Regions from separate parts of the Sus scrofa genome. Here regions 2 and 3 are each linked to region 1. A link is a contact called in public HiChIP or PLAC-seq data. All regions are on one chromosome and are shown on one strand. The core of a region is the stretch at or near the end of the contact, and the rest is flanking DNA. Distances in the headings are between cores, read along the strand shown. Region 1 holds the start of TOB1 (transducer of ERBB2, 1). Region 2 has its middle 41 kb from the start of WFIKKN2. Region 3 has its middle 87 kb from the start of TOB1.

Region 1 (4,790 bases), core at 664-3,163:
TAAGCCTATTATTACCTTCCTGTTTCTGAATAGAGTTCTAAGAGAAAAAAATATTTCCGGGGTATAGAGCATATTCCTTCTTTTCTTCCCTTAGTTCTCACAAAAATACGTACTGGAAACTATACTCGGCATATATATACCGAAGTTATATACATACACATACCGAAGTTTTAGAAGTTGGTTATACTCCTATTCACCAATGTAGAAACGAATGCTGTTATTTCAGTTCATTTGGATACAGACTACTTACATCTTGTTTTATCGATAAACATTTTGAAATTTGAGAAGTCAGGGAAATTATTTTAATTTCCAAAGCTCATGATACTAAAGTTAAGGGTACGAAATACTAAATGAATTGCCATCCTAGTGGATGATAATCATGAACCAAATTATCCTACACAGTTGCTGTTTTAAATATACTAAGTGCTCAAAATGAAATAATCGAGCTTCTCTGTGCTTTTCTTTTCAACGTGTATTTTTCTAAATTTGAAAATACCTCGTGGGCATCAAGCCTAACAAAAGAAACAATGAATTTCAAAAATTTATTGATTATTCTGCTGAAAGGGCAGAGTTTCTGAGTTTTACTCTGATTTTTAAAATCACCTCCATCCCTCGTGATAAGAAAACAGCCGGACAGGCGGGTACGATAAGGTCGACCTTTAAACGTTTGCTGGATCAGCACTGGGTGGGGATAAGGAAAGATCAAGGGCAAACAGAAGATATTTGCAAAGGAGGGATCTGAGGTTGATCTAAAAGGACATTTAAAAATCAAGTTGATAATTCATCTGTTTCATTTTTCCATACTCGTAGTGACAAAGGAGAAAGAGTCCCCGGCTGCCCTAAACTACAAACACTCTCCAAGCCAAAAGCCCTGAGTGCTGGCAAAGGCAGCCGATTAGGCCAAATTGCTTGAAGGTGCAGCCGAGCGAAATTCAGGCTCGGCAGAAGGTAGTTTCAAAGCAACGCCTTAAGACAGGAGCGTGAAGAATTACATAAACAGCCAGTTGGGTCTCATTAGATTTCTGCTCACAGCCCTCGGAGCCCAAGCGCTACAGCGGCAGCAGCCAAGAGGAGGAGGAAGAGAGTACAAGTCTCCTCCTCCAAGGAGGAGGAGGAGGAGGAAGGCCACGAGAGATGGAAACGCGACCATTTGGGGCCAGGGGCCCGGACACCCGGCGGGTCGCCGCGCCGGCTGCACCGGGTCAGCCGCTCCCTCCCCCCGCCCCAGCCGTAACCCGACCCGCCGCTCCCTGCCCCCGCCTCAAGGCTCCTGGGACCCGGCCAGAGCCTGGGGAGCGCTGGTTCCCTGGCACCATTTTCGGGCCGGCCAGCCACCCGCCCCGCGGAGCCCAGCGTTCCCTTCGCGTTCGCTGCTGCTCCTGGGCACCCCAACCCCCGATTCCCATCAGCTCGCCCCGGGCCGCCCTTCCCCGGTCACCCGGCCCCGCCGAGCCCAAAGCGCCGGCCAGCCCCGCCTCCAGCTCCCGGGCGCACCCGGGCCCCTCGGAGCTACCTCGGGTCGGGTGTTGAGAGCCGCTCCCCTCCACGCCCGGGCCGCGACGCCGCCGTCCCGAGCCCCCAAGGGCCCGCGGCTCGACGCTGCTGCAGCCCCTCCTCCTCCTCCTCCTGCCCCCGCCCGCCGCCCCTCGATACTTACGGGCTGCTTCCACCACAGACCCAGCGGCTGGGCGGAGGAGAAGGGAGGGTCGGCGGCAGCGAGCTGGCTGGGCCTAGTGCACGCCGACGCTGCCGGGAGGAGGTTGCGGAGGACGAGAGCCTCAGGAGTTCGCCCCTTCTGGCTCGGGTTGGCGAGGACGGGGTCAGGTGAGCGCGCCCACTTCTCCACACAGCCCGGTGCCCGGCCCAGCGTCCCCGTACAGCGCCCACTCCGCGCCGGGCCAGAGCTTTGCTCCTTCTGCCGCGGCGCGCGCCCCGCCTCTCGTTTTATAGTCTCCTCCCCGCCCCCCCATCCCCTCCCGTAGGGGTGCGCGCGCCCGCTCCGCGTCACACAGCTCCGGGCGGCGTCACCATTCCCTATCCTCCCACCCGGCACCCGAGACCCTCACCGGCTGGCTCCGCCCCTGCCCTGCCCCCGGACGCCATTGGCCAAGTCCCTCCTGCCCATGTCCCAAACCGAGGCGGTGGGCCGGGCGGGCAGGCCACACCCCTCGGGCTCCAGGATGGCCAATGAACCGACTATCTGGAGTCACTGTGGGCGGGATTAAGAAAAATTGGAAAGGGATTGGGGGAGAGACGTGCCAGTGAAGGCGACAGAGGTGGTTTGGGGCGGCTGACTCTGCGTCTAGGCCGAGAGCACCGGGGAGGAGGGGGGAGGGGAACGGAGCTGGAGGCGAAGCGGCTGGGGAGAACTGTGGCGAGCTGTCGATCTCGAGAGGGAGGGGAGGATTTACAAAGCATGCTCCACCCGAGTGGGATTGTGGTCGAGGAAAATCCCATTCGTGGACGAGCTACCACGTCGGCCTCCAGTGCACCCAAGAGAGCTTAGAAAAAGGGCGAACTGTGACAAGGACTCGTGCACTCGGTTAATTAAATCACCGCAAGGGCCTAGGCCAACTGCCGTCCAGAGAGGGGCAACTGCAGAATCCAAAGCTGCTGTGCCAGGCTGGGGGTGGGGAAGGGAAGACCACCCGGCCACACCTCCCGCCCCGGTGACAGTTTAACTGCCTCCGCTTCCCACATCAGACCTCCCCGTGCAACCCGGCAGCAACTCGGACGTGGGGGTGTCTTGAGAGTATAAGAAGAATCACATTTTATTCCGAATGTCCCAGTCCAGCCCTCCATGCCAAGTTGCGTACGTATCTAAGTGTATATGTGCATGCGTGTATTTCAAGTGCCTGTTTTAACATGAATACACATAATAAACACAGTGCCTTCCTATATTGTACGTTTAAGATAAAATTATCTTAGTTAAAATATGGGTGAAAAAATAGGGAGCAGGGAAAGACAGGGACTCAAAAGGGGCGGGCAAACGCTTCTTTTTCACAACCTGCAGCAGAGAATTACCCCAAGTTAACACTGGGAGTGGAACCAGGCGTCTCTTACGGCTAAAAATATTACTCACAGGTAGCAACGACGCCTCATTGGCCAGACTTCTCCCCTAGCAACCAGGCGATTGGCCGTCTGGTATCCAGGAGACCGACGTCAAACTCGCACTGGGAAAAGGAGCGAGAAGGTCTAAGGGGAGAGAAGGGTAGGAGGGGGAGAAAGAGGAGCAATGAATGAAACGCCCATTGCCCGGCCTTCCCCTCTCCGCTTTCTTCAGCCCTCAAGGAGTGCTTCCTGGAAAAACACCAATTGGGGCGCCGCCTTCCTCTCAAAACCGAGGGGTTTGCACTCTCTACCTGCTACGTGGAAGTTAAACCACAATCCACCGAGGAGTGGAGTGTTTGCGAAGCTGGCTGTGCAGACCAGCCGTGCTCCTGCGGCACAAACCCGCTTTATGGACGCAAAAAAAAAAAAAAAAAAAATTATAGTTTTTTTTCCTCCAACTTGATTCTCTTGCCTTCCTTTCCTCCTCTATTTGAAGGATAGAATTGAAAAAGAGTGTTTCCAAAGACCCAAAGTGTGTGAGGGGGGAGGGAAAGTGGGTTTGTGAAATAGGCTGAGGGTGGGAGTGGTCGGGTGACCGAGTTTTTCGTTTATTGTACTGATTCCTAAAATTCAGGTATTGTTTTTAAAGAGCATAGAAGTTTTTACTCAATGATTCTTTAAGTTCTGTTTTTTTACTATTTGGGTTTTTCAGTTGTAAACAAGGACGAGTAAGATTTGGTTGTGAAAGTATGTAGGCATTTTAAAGTAAAACGCCCCTTGCGCTGCGTTAATATAATATAATATAATATAATATATAATATAATATAAACCAATTTATATTATTCGTTCAGTGTCTTCTTTTTGCTCATTTGTGTTTTTTTTCAGTAATGAACATTAATTCCATTTAGTTTTTTTATTTTATTTTTAAATTTTATAATTAGTTAAGCATAGAAATTGCAAGAATATAGGATGTTTGGGGAATGGTTTACCCAGAGAAACACTTGCTTTTCGTGTTCTCTAGAACATAATTTCTTTTACCATTAGGGAAATAATATCACTGTACCAAACATCCAGAATTGCAGGATCATGAATCGGGGCCATGTGTCTTAATTTGTAATTTGGAAAATATTTCTCTGTAATTATAGGAGCATATTATGCTTGGTTGAGATTAATCCATCTACCTAAGGATAGATGAACTGTAATTTTGTCAAGCTTGTCTATACTTTTCAAGAACTCTGTAAAGGGAAGGCACAGATTCTCTTTACTGAACTGCCCAGGTTTAAAACTTGAGAGCAGCATCTGATAAGTGTTGATTAAATATCAATAGCATGGTTCATGGACATGGAAGGCAGACCTGTGTTTGCCAGGGGGGAGGTGGGGGCTTACAAGGAGTTTAGGGTTAGTAGATGCAGACTGTTATATTTAGAAGGAATGGGTGATGGGGTCCTGCTGTACTGCACAGGGAACTGTATCCAGTCCCTTGGGTAAGAACCTGATGGAAAAATGAAAAAAATAAAGGGTGTGTATGGGTGGCCAGGTCACTTGGCTGTACATCAGAAATTGAAGAAACATTGTAAATCAACTATACTTTAATAAACATTTTTTAAAAATAAAAAAATAGGAGTTCTCATCATGGCTCAGCAGAAACGAATCTGACTAGTATCCATGAGGACACAGGCTCCATCTCTGGCCTCGCTCAGTGGGTTAAGGATCTGGTGTTGCTGTGAGTTGAGGTGTAG
Region 2 (4,804 bases), core at 1,936-4,435, 67 kb before region 1:
TTCCCGTCGTGGCTCAGAGATACACAGGCAAACCCAAAGAAAACCAAGGTCATGACCTGAAGATCAGAGCTAAAGTCCATCAGGCATGGAGCCGATCTATCATGCTGCAGAGCTGAGGCAGATAAAACGCACACCCAACATAAAAACATAGGGGAGTTCCTGTCGTGGCTCAACGATTAATGAATCGGACTTGTATCCATGAGAACGAAGGTTTGATCCCTGGCATTGCTCAGTGGGTTAAGGATCTGGCGTTGCCGTGAGCTGTGTTGTAGATCGCAGATGCGACTTGGATCCCGAGTTGCTGTGGCTGTGGTGTAGGTTGGCAGCTGTAGCTCCAATTTGACCCCTAGCCTGGGAACCTCCATATGTCGTGGGAGTGGACCCAGAAAAGGCCAAAAAAAAAAAAAAAAAAAAGAAAGAAAGAAAAAAAAGGGAACCCTGTTACATTGTTAGTAGGATTGTAAAATGGTGCAGGCACTTTGGAGAACTGTTTGGCAGTTCTTCAAAATGTTGAACATAGTTATGCTATGACCTGGCAATTGTAGTCCTATATACATTCAAGAGAAATGCCGCGGGTATGGCCCTAAACAGCAAAAAACAAACAAACAAAAAACCCAAAATAAAAAAAAACCATAGGTCTCTCTGTCTGTTTCTAAAGTATACACCATTGTTTTCAGCGTGTATCTTGTAAGCATACATATGGTCAGTGCTCAGCCAATGTTCCTTCCTTCCTCCACTCTGTCCTCACATAATGCCCTTCCTCAGACCATGCCTCCCTGGAGCGGCCACTGCTGTCACAGGGCTGAGCTTTAGATCCCACTGAACGCCCTTAGTCCTCGCTCAGCCGGGTCTCAGAGCTTGGCTGGCCCTCCCCTCTCCTCTCCTCCAGGGCCATTTGTGGGACAGGTTGGAGCCACCGAGTTGCCATTCCCCTCACGTCCACCAGAGGCCGCCCCACGCCTGCCTGAGTTTCCCCCGAGAGCTTGTCTTTTAATTAATCTCGTCCCTCCCAGTCCTTCCATCTCTTCCAACACCACCTTCGGGTTTAAAGCCCCAGTCAGCATTCGGGGTTCCCCAAAGAGCCCATCCTAGCAGTCATTGTGATTTAAGCTGTCCTGTTGGAAATCAGCACAATGCAATCAATAGCTCAGTGTTGAAGTGTCCTTATCTGTAAAATGGGAATAATTTCCCACCTCTCTCAGAAATAATGTGTATAGTGTTTAGCGTGGAGCTTGACACACAGTACGTACGAATAAAAGCAAATCATTTTAGGAGTTCCCGCTATGGCACAGTGGGTTCAGAATTCAACTGCAGCAGCTTGGGTTGCTGCAGAGGTGGGGGTTCGATCCCTGGCCCAGCGCAGTGGGTTAAAGGATGTGGCATTGCCACAGCTGTGGCTTGGATTCATTCCCTGGCCTGGGAACTTCCATATGCCATGGGTGTGGACATAAAAGGAAAAAGAAAGTCATTCTACTGAGGCTTCAATGTCCTACTCAAGTCTATTGCATAGCTCTCCCAAAAGCTCTCCAGGCGTCTATCCTTTGCTCTCTTGGGCAAGGACTCTGGAGGGATTCCTTGGGTTGGGACCCCTCTGTAGCCAGTTCAAGCTTCCAAGTCCACACAGTCAGAGGTGTGAACGTTTTTATTTTCCATCACTGACTTTAATTTTCATCTCAGTTTTCCACATTGCATGGTGTGGAAGCATTTCCTCAAAGAGTTGAGGGTTTCTTCAAGTCAATTCTGTTTCTGCCTCCCTTTCTCTCTGGGCTTCCAGCTAGTGCTGTCAGTAGGGAGATGGCTTCTGATCTTGGTCACTCATTTTCTCTGCTGGCATCTGTGAAGGTGGCCCCACTGGCCATCATCTGACACACACCTGCCAGCATTCACCACACCTGCCTGCTGGTGCCCACACCTGCCAGCATTCACCAAGAAGGCCCTGGTCCATCCAGCCTCTTTTGTCACTGTGTCACTCTTTTTTTCTTTTTTCTTTTCCTAGGGCTGCACTTGCGGCATATGGAGGTCCCCAGGCTAGGGGTCTAATCGGAGCTGTAGCTGCCGGCCTACACCACAGCCATAACAAAGCCACATCCGAGCCGTGTCTGTGACCTACACCACAGCTCACAGCAACGCTGGATCCCCAGTCCCCTGAGTGAGGCCAGGGATCAAATCTGCAATCTCATGGTTCCTAGTTGGATTTGTTTCCACTGTGCCACGATGGGAACTCCTGTCATCGAGTCATTTGTAACCCTCAGCCTCTTCTGGCCCCAGGACCTTCTCCCAGCCACTTCTGTGGGAAACGTGGGAGAGGGGGCTGTCTCCGTCACTCTCTGGCCAGACAAGCCACACCATCAGGTCTCTACATGGAAATGTGTGTGGGGTGCCCTGAGAGGGTTTATCGTCATGCCCTCACCCAGGGAGCCAGCCCCCTCCCTTCCTCCCTGAGTTCTGTGTGGGAAGAAAGTGCTCTTTCATGGGATTTTTATGGAGGCAAGGGCCTCAGTATTTGAGCTTTAGCTCCTTTTGCTTCTCTCTGCTTCTTTTGGAACAGAGCTACCCGGGGGACACCCTCGCTGCCATCTGCACTGGCGCAGGCTGGTATGACATACTAGGAAAGAAGCCTGGATGATGTTTCCAAGTAGCAGCCAGCCACACCTTTACCCTTTTGGGCTGGGTTCTGTGAGCACAGGCTGACGCACAGGCCGCAGCACTCCAGGCGTGTTCCGTGCTCTGGGTGGTGTTTAGGGTGGAGCCAAGGCTGAGGGCTGACCGAGGGTTTCTGAGGGTGGTTACTCAGCCCCTTTGGCTAGGAGACAAGCCAGCATTCCTGGGGGCAAAGAACAGGAACAACTCTAGTTACCTACAGCCTGAAAGGAATGTTCCGGAAGGATGATGGGTGGCTATAGCATCACAAACTAGGCTGGAGAACCGGGCTTATCAATTGGGCAGGAACCCGGAAGGCTGGGAGGTAGAACAAAGCCGAACAAGTGAGGATGGGCCGGCCGCTGACATCGCGGTCACCACTGCCCCTGGGTGCTGGTTTCTGGGCCCCCAACATCGGAGGAGAAACACCTGCATGGTCCCAGCTTCTCTGTGACCTTCAGTCAATGCCCAGTCCTAGGTAGCTGGATGTGCTCAGGCTGAGCAGCCAAGCTCTCTCTGCAGGGATCTGGGAGAGGGAGTTTGGCCCCACTGGGCTTCCATAGGGGAACCCTGCCTCCTGCCCGTCTAGGGATCTGCCCTCCCAACCCTGGGTCTGGATGCTAAGCAACCAAAAACAACAAACGCCATACATCTCTTTTCTTTCCCCAGTTGTGCGTTTGCCAAGAGGCAGTTTCCAACCTGCCTCACATAGGCCGTCTGATACCCGGAGTGCTGCTGGTTTCCACCCCTCGGAGAGCTTGCCAAATATGGTTAAGTCATGTAAACAGACTAAGTGCTTCTAGATTGTTCTTACCCGGGGCTTCTTACTGTGGCTAGCGTAGTGGCTAACATTTGTTGAACCACGTCCCAGGCACTGAGCTAAGTGCTTTATGTTAATGATTTCATGGGATCTCAGTTACTGCCATCCTTCCGAGGGGGAAGGTTTAGTAGATTTCCTACATCCGCATGGGTTTAAACAGGAGGAATCAAGGCGTGAATGCAGGCAGCTTGTCTCTGGAGCTTGGCTAAGAAAGGGCCCTGCTTTCCATAATCCAGCAGAGACAGGCATTAACCCAGAGAACACAGGATTACAATGAGCCCCGGAAAGGGGGAGACAGGGCAGGGGGGGAGGAGAAAGAGCCTCCCAGCCCATCATCCAGGGGTGGGTGGGGTCCCCAAAAGGTCTCTATGAAGGGCTTTTCAGCTGTGACCCAGTGACAAGGGTTCCCAGGCAAAGCCAGTGAAAAGTGGTGACAGCAAGTGGCAACGGCTTGAGGCAGGGGAGAAATGCATGTGTTTGAGGAATGAAAAAGGGGCTAGTACAGCGGCAGGGAGAGGGCGGGCGGGGGGGCCCTCCGGGCAGCACGCCAAGGCCTCAGGCGGGGTCTCATTGCTGTCTTCGGCTCAGAACTCCTTCCTGCTCTCATGGGCTCACCCCCACCTCCGTCCTTATGCAAATCCTCCAGCTCTAAGCACCCCCCACACCCTCCCGCTCAGAATCCCACCTCATCTCCCCTGCTCTGCGGTGGCCGCCCCTGGTCTCTTTACCGCCACGTCCCCCAGCCCTCATCTCCCTGCTTCTGCCACATGCCTGTATCTTTTCTCACCAGCAGTACAACGATCACACCCGCCTCCGCTCATTTCACATAGAGGAAAGGCCCCCCCTGTCTCACTGGGGTCTGCAAAGTCCTCGGTGCTCCTGTGGCCTCCCTGGGGACTGTCCCTCCCTCCCTGGGCTGCCCTGCCCTCTCTCGAGCACACCGGGCAAGGTCCTGCCTTCGGGCCTTGGCATTAGCTGTGCCCTCAGTCCAGCCCAGAATGTTCTCTACACACATATCTGTGGGGCTCTCATCATCCGGCCGGCTTGCCCGGGCATGTTCTCGTGATAAAGCAAAGGGCAAGAGCAGAAACACGCAGCCCTCCACACACCCCGTCTAACAGCCGACTGGATCAAAGTCCCGGGACTGGAGTTCCTGTCATGGCGCAGTGGAAACAAATCCGACAAGGAACCATGAGGTTGCAGGCTCGATCCCTGGCCTCGCTCAGTGGGTTAAGGATCAGGAGTTGCCATGAGCTGTGGTGTAGGTCGCAGACATGGCTCGGATCCCGTGTTGCTGTGGCTGTAGGCCAGCAGCTACAGCTCCGATTTGACCCCTAGCCTGGG
Region 3 (4,660 bases), core at 629-3,128, 86 kb after region 1:
AGGGCCAGGGACCTCCCTATGCAGTGGGGCCACCGGAAGTAATCAGAAGCCTTTCTCTGAGCACAAGCCAGAGGCTGGGCCCTATTCAGAGCAGAATGCCTTGGTCCAGGCCACACCGCCCTGACTACCAGCGATCAGGCTTGTGATGTTCCTTTGTGGGGTTGGAGGGGCCCCAAGATCACAGACCTGGGGGTGGATGTGAGCACCATCTTTGCATCCAGAAGCTGAGATCAGCTTTTGGGGTGCTGTTTGTTCAGCCATTTACTAGTTTCTCTTTACAGTAATAATAATGAGCCCTGTCTAAGCGTTCTCGTTCACAAAGTACTTTCACAAATGTTCTCTCATTTAATCCTCTCGCCTGCCTGTGATGAGGAGTTAATATACCCATTTTATGGAACCAGAAACTGAAGCACAGGAGGGAGGTTCTGGGACTAGTCTCAGATCTCATGGCCTCCAAGGGGCAGCCACCTGGCCTTCCTGACCCCTGTCCTGACCCGCTCCTTCCACAGCAGCAGCTCCTCCCAGAGGAGCGTGACACTCCTCCGGCTCCTCCAGAGGCAGGCCTGCATCATTTCCCAAAGCAAGACCAGATGATCCGCTGTCTTCATCCGGGGGCTGTGTGAAGGCTGCTCCCCACACTCCCCTCCTGCAAATATTGGGGTCTGGGTGGTGGGAAGATATAAAGACGCAAAAGTAACTGCCGCAGAGAGCTGGAGACAGGTGCCAGGAGGGGTCCCTCCTGCCCTTGGCACTGGGCCAGCAGAGGAGCAGAAGGAAGCAGCAACTCCTGGAATATAACCCATTGACCGGGCACCCAGTGCCAGCTGTTGCCAGGTTCTCATCTGCTTGTGGCAAAATGAGAAACATAAGGACATTGTGAGGTTTTCATGAAGCTGGACTCAGTCTGAAGGAATGTGCTCTTACCTGAGCTGTGAATTCTTGTCCGTGTGTGCTTGTCCGTGTGTTTAAAAGGACTTTTCTGAGTTCCCGTTGGCTTAGCGGAAACGAATCTGACTAGGAACCAGGAGGTTGTGGGTTTGATCCCTGGCCTTGCTCAGTGGGTTAAGGATCCGGCGTTGCCGTGAGCTGTGGTGTAGGCTCGAATCCCCAGTTGCTGTGGCTGTGGTGTAGGCTGGCAGCTGTAGCTCTGATTCGACCCCTAGCCTGGGAACCTCCATACGCCATGGGTGCAGCCCTAAAAAGAGAAAATAAAATAAAATAAGATAAAATAAAAGGACTTTTCCTTTGACATTTCCTCCTAATGTCCTTAACTCGGCAAAATGAAGAAACGGTGACCATGTCAGGCCCTATATTGTTTCTTTGGAAACGTTAGTGAGCTGAGAAATCCAAAGATGCTAGTTCCTGGGGGGACCTGGCGCAGAAGTTGTTTTTTAATTGAGGGGGGATATCGGAACAGCTGGAAAAACCCACGGAGAGAAGGGGTTGGGTGGGGTTCCTGCCCAGACTCAGCCCCACAGTCCCAGACCCCAGGCATCCCCAGGAAACCTGAGCAGAGGGAACATTTGAGTACAGGGAATTCTGAGAAAGGCCTCAGGGCCAGCGCTCCATGCCACACGCCCTCAGCCTCTTCTGTGACCCAGAGCCAGGCGCAAATGTTCCCTTAAACCTAACCTCCTGCCTTCCCCAGCCCCCACAAGGCTGGTTCTAAAATAGCCTAGGCCCTAGGAGGAGACGTCATGGGTCAGGCTGGCTGCCTGCCCCTCAAGAGGGCACGTTGGTAATGCCAAGGCCAAATATAGAGAGACACGGGACACCAATGGGGGACTCAGGGCCTGGGGAGCCGCGCCCTCTTCCAGGTGCCTACCCTTCCCCCACCTGTTCTGAGCTCTGCACCCCCTAAGCCTGGGCAGCCGGGAGGCACCGCTTGCTGGCCTGGCTGTGGCCCGGGGACATGTCCCAACAAGTCCTGAGCAAAGCTGGAGGTGGCCCAAGGGGGTGCCAGGCCTGGTCTGGGTGTGAGCTTGGGGACACCGCCTCCGTCTGGGGGTCTCTAGGTGCTTTTATAAGCGTCGCCTCCCACGGGCTGCCCCCTCGATCAGGAGGCTCAGGAGACAGGAGGAGCCTCCCAGGCGGAAGCACTCCTGCCCTCTTTTCTTCCCAGCTTCCCAAGGAGACCAAGGCCATAAAGCCGGGGGCGGGAGGCTGGGAAGAGGGCAAGCAGCCAGGCCAAACCCCAATAAACTGCTGGTTCAATCGAACTGCAAATAATCAGGCCTGATCACCAAGGTTACCTCCGCCCTCCACTCCCGGGAATTAAAAGTCAAAGGGCAGAGCTGCTGACGCAAATGTCAGGGGAGACAGGAGGTTTGGAACAGCTGGGATCCTGCTCCCTGGCTCCGCCGCCCCAGAGCCTTGAACACGGCATCCCCCAGGCCAGGCCCCCAGAGCCCGGTGTGCACTCGGGGAAGGGGGCTGCGCTGCCTCTCCTTCCTGGTTCCAAGGTCAACGGTATCTGATTGGAGGTTAATGAGAAATTCCCGAGACGTGGCGTGGCTGATGCCTGGGGGACGGGGAGAAGCAGCAGCTCAGCGTCTCATAAGCCTCTCTCCTCCCACCCCTAAACAGAAGGAAGAAGCCTCCATCCTCCCTGTGGGGGCTGGGGGGGCTGGCTCCCTGAAACTCTCTGTGTGCCCCCCAAGTCCACCCTATGGTGGGCACGCCCTGGGCAGCTGCGCTGTGTTGGGTGCACCAGTGGTGACCCCCAGTGGCCAGTGTGGGACTTAAACTTGGGCGACTGCAGACCCAACACTGAACCTCAGCCCAGGGCAATGGCTGGGAAATGTGAGCTGTGCAAGATTTAGGAATTTGATTTTGTTTTTTTTTTTTTTTTTTTTTTTTTTTTTTTTTTTTTGTCTTTTTGTCTTTTGTTGTTGTTGCTATTTTTGGCCCTCCCGGCATATGGAGTTCCAGGCTAGGGTTCAATCGGAGCTGTAGCCACCAGCCCACGCCAAGCCACAGCAACGCAGGATCGAGCCGCGTCTGCAACCTACACCACAGCTCACGCAACGCCGGATCGTACCCACTGAGCAAGGCAGGACCGAACCCGCAACCTCATGGTTCCTAGTCGATTCGTTAACCACTGCGCCACGACGGGAACTCCGGGAATTTGATTTTGGATAACAGGGCTGTTGGCATTTGGAGGTATTTTGGGATGTGCTGATTTTTCCTAATTGAACTGTGGCTGGATCTCAGCCTAAAGGTCCTACTGTTGGCAAATCGGCTTCAACGTGTCCAAGAATGCACTCCTGTTAGCCCTGCTCCTCCTCCTGACTTCCCCGTTTCTATTAATAGCACTGCCACCCTTCCAAGCCTTCAGGCTCCCAACCGTGGAGTGGAGTCATCGTCCATCTCTTCCTGCCCTGGGCTGGGTGCCTGGTCCTGCCCCTCCTTGCTCTGCCGGCCACTCTTAAAGCCCCCTCATGGCCTCTGCCCCAGTGAGTCTAGTCAGCCGGCCTCTCGCCTTGAGCTACTGCCAGTGTCAACAATGCTGCTGGGTCAGACGTGCGGATGTGACCAGACCTCCACTTACTTGGTGTGTGACCTTGGGCAAGGCACTTGCCTTCTCAGTGCTCAGCTTCCTCAGCTGTAAAATGCGGATAATAATTACGGTTCCCATTCATGGAGCATTGCAGGAATTAATGCAGATTTGGGTAGTTCCCATTCTGGCTCAGTGGAACGAATCTGACTCGCATCCATGAGGACACAGGTTTGATCCCTGGCCTCGCTGCTCAGTGGGTTAAGGATCTGGCGTTGCCGTGAGCTGTGGTGTAGGTTGCAGATGCGGCTCAGATTCCGAGCTGCTGTGACTCTGGTGCAGGCCAGTGGCTGCTGCTCTGATTTGACCCCTAGCCTGGGACTCGCCATATGCCATGGGTGTGGCCCTAAAAAGATTAAAAAAAAAGCGTATGAATTATTAGAGATCATCTATCCAGCCCAACTCCTCCAGTTTAAACAAGTAAATTCACTGCTCATTTCAGTAGCACATATACTAAAAAATTGGAGTGATACAGAGAATGGCGTGGCCCCTGGGCAAGGATGATGTGCAAATTCGTGATGCATTCCATATCAAAAACAAAACAAAAAGTAAAGAGAGGCCCAGGGAGTTCCCTTCGTGACTCAGAGGTTAACAAATCCAACTAGGATCCATGAGGATGCAGGTTTGATCTTTGGTCTTGCTCAGTGGGCTAAGGATCCTGCGTTGCCCTGAGCTGTGGTGTAGGTCGCAGATGCTGCTCGGATCCTGAGATCCTGTGGCTGTGGTGTAGGCTGGCAGCTGTAGCTCCAATTTGACCCTTAGCCTGGGAACTTCCATATGCCGTGGGTGCGGCCCTAAAAAGCAAAAAAAAAAAAAGAGAGACAGAGAGAGGCCCTGAGGCTTCCCTCAGAGCTGCCTTGAAGGTTAAGGGAAGCAACACAAGTAAAGAACCCAGGACTGACTGGGCCTAGCACATGCTCCCTGTCTGTAAGGAGCCTTTCTTTGTCGAGGTCTTTTCTGGGCCTGGGAGACCCTTGCTGGTGGGCAGAAGTGAAGTGGGCACATATTCTGATCATCACATGAGAAGTGATTTTTTCTGAATTGACCTGGGTGTTTTCTGTCCCATCTGGCCTGAGGCGGAGTTTCTGGAACAAGCTGGTCCTC

Evidence for each region. HiChIP or PLAC-seq counts read pairs in DNA pulled down with a chosen protein or histone mark.
Region 2: an H3K27ac HiChIP or PLAC-seq map of skeletal muscle shows a contact between it and region 1. The contact joins the enhancer-like site here to the promoter of TOB1 in region 1. A contact is called at or near these places in 7 of 47 Hi-C or Micro-C datasets (embryonic fibroblasts, epiblast stem cells, fetal skeletal muscle and 2 more) and 2 of 2 datasets of contacts at active chromatin or transcription factors (alveolar macrophages and skeletal muscle).
Region 3: an H3K27ac HiChIP or PLAC-seq map of skeletal muscle shows a contact between it and region 1. The contact joins the enhancer-like site here to the promoter of TOB1 in region 1. A contact is called at or near these places in 1 of 5 promoter capture datasets (liver), 23 of 47 Hi-C or Micro-C datasets (alveolar macrophages, brain, embryonic fibroblasts and 11 more) and 2 of 2 datasets of contacts at active chromatin or transcription factors (alveolar macrophages and skeletal muscle).

What each region holds. Positions count from the first base shown.
Region 1 is chr12:27,117,993-27,122,782 of Sscrofa11.1, forward strand. It overlaps TOB1 (transducer of ERBB2, 1), which reads right to left and starts at 1,914. Exons shown (of 12, transcript NM_001123205.1): 1 at 1,658-1,914.
Region 2 is chr12:27,050,071-27,054,874 of Sscrofa11.1, forward strand. No RefSeq gene overlaps it. Among named protein-coding and RNA genes, the nearest start is that of WFIKKN2, 41 kb to the right of the region's middle. Within about 2 kb of position 3,186, at least 54 of the 83 cell types and tissues checked have an H3K27ac peak or open chromatin away from gene starts, as enhancers often do. A contact at or near this core is called in alveolar macrophages, embryonic fibroblasts, epiblast stem cells and 2 more, where this site is marked.
Region 3 is chr12:27,204,178-27,208,837 of Sscrofa11.1, forward strand. No RefSeq gene overlaps it. Among named protein-coding and RNA genes, the nearest start is that of TOB1, 87 kb to the left of the region's middle. Within about 2 kb of position 1,879, at least 51 of the 83 cell types and tissues checked have an H3K27ac peak or open chromatin away from gene starts, as enhancers often do. A contact at or near this core is called in alveolar macrophages, embryonic fibroblasts, epiblast stem cells and 8 more, where this site is marked.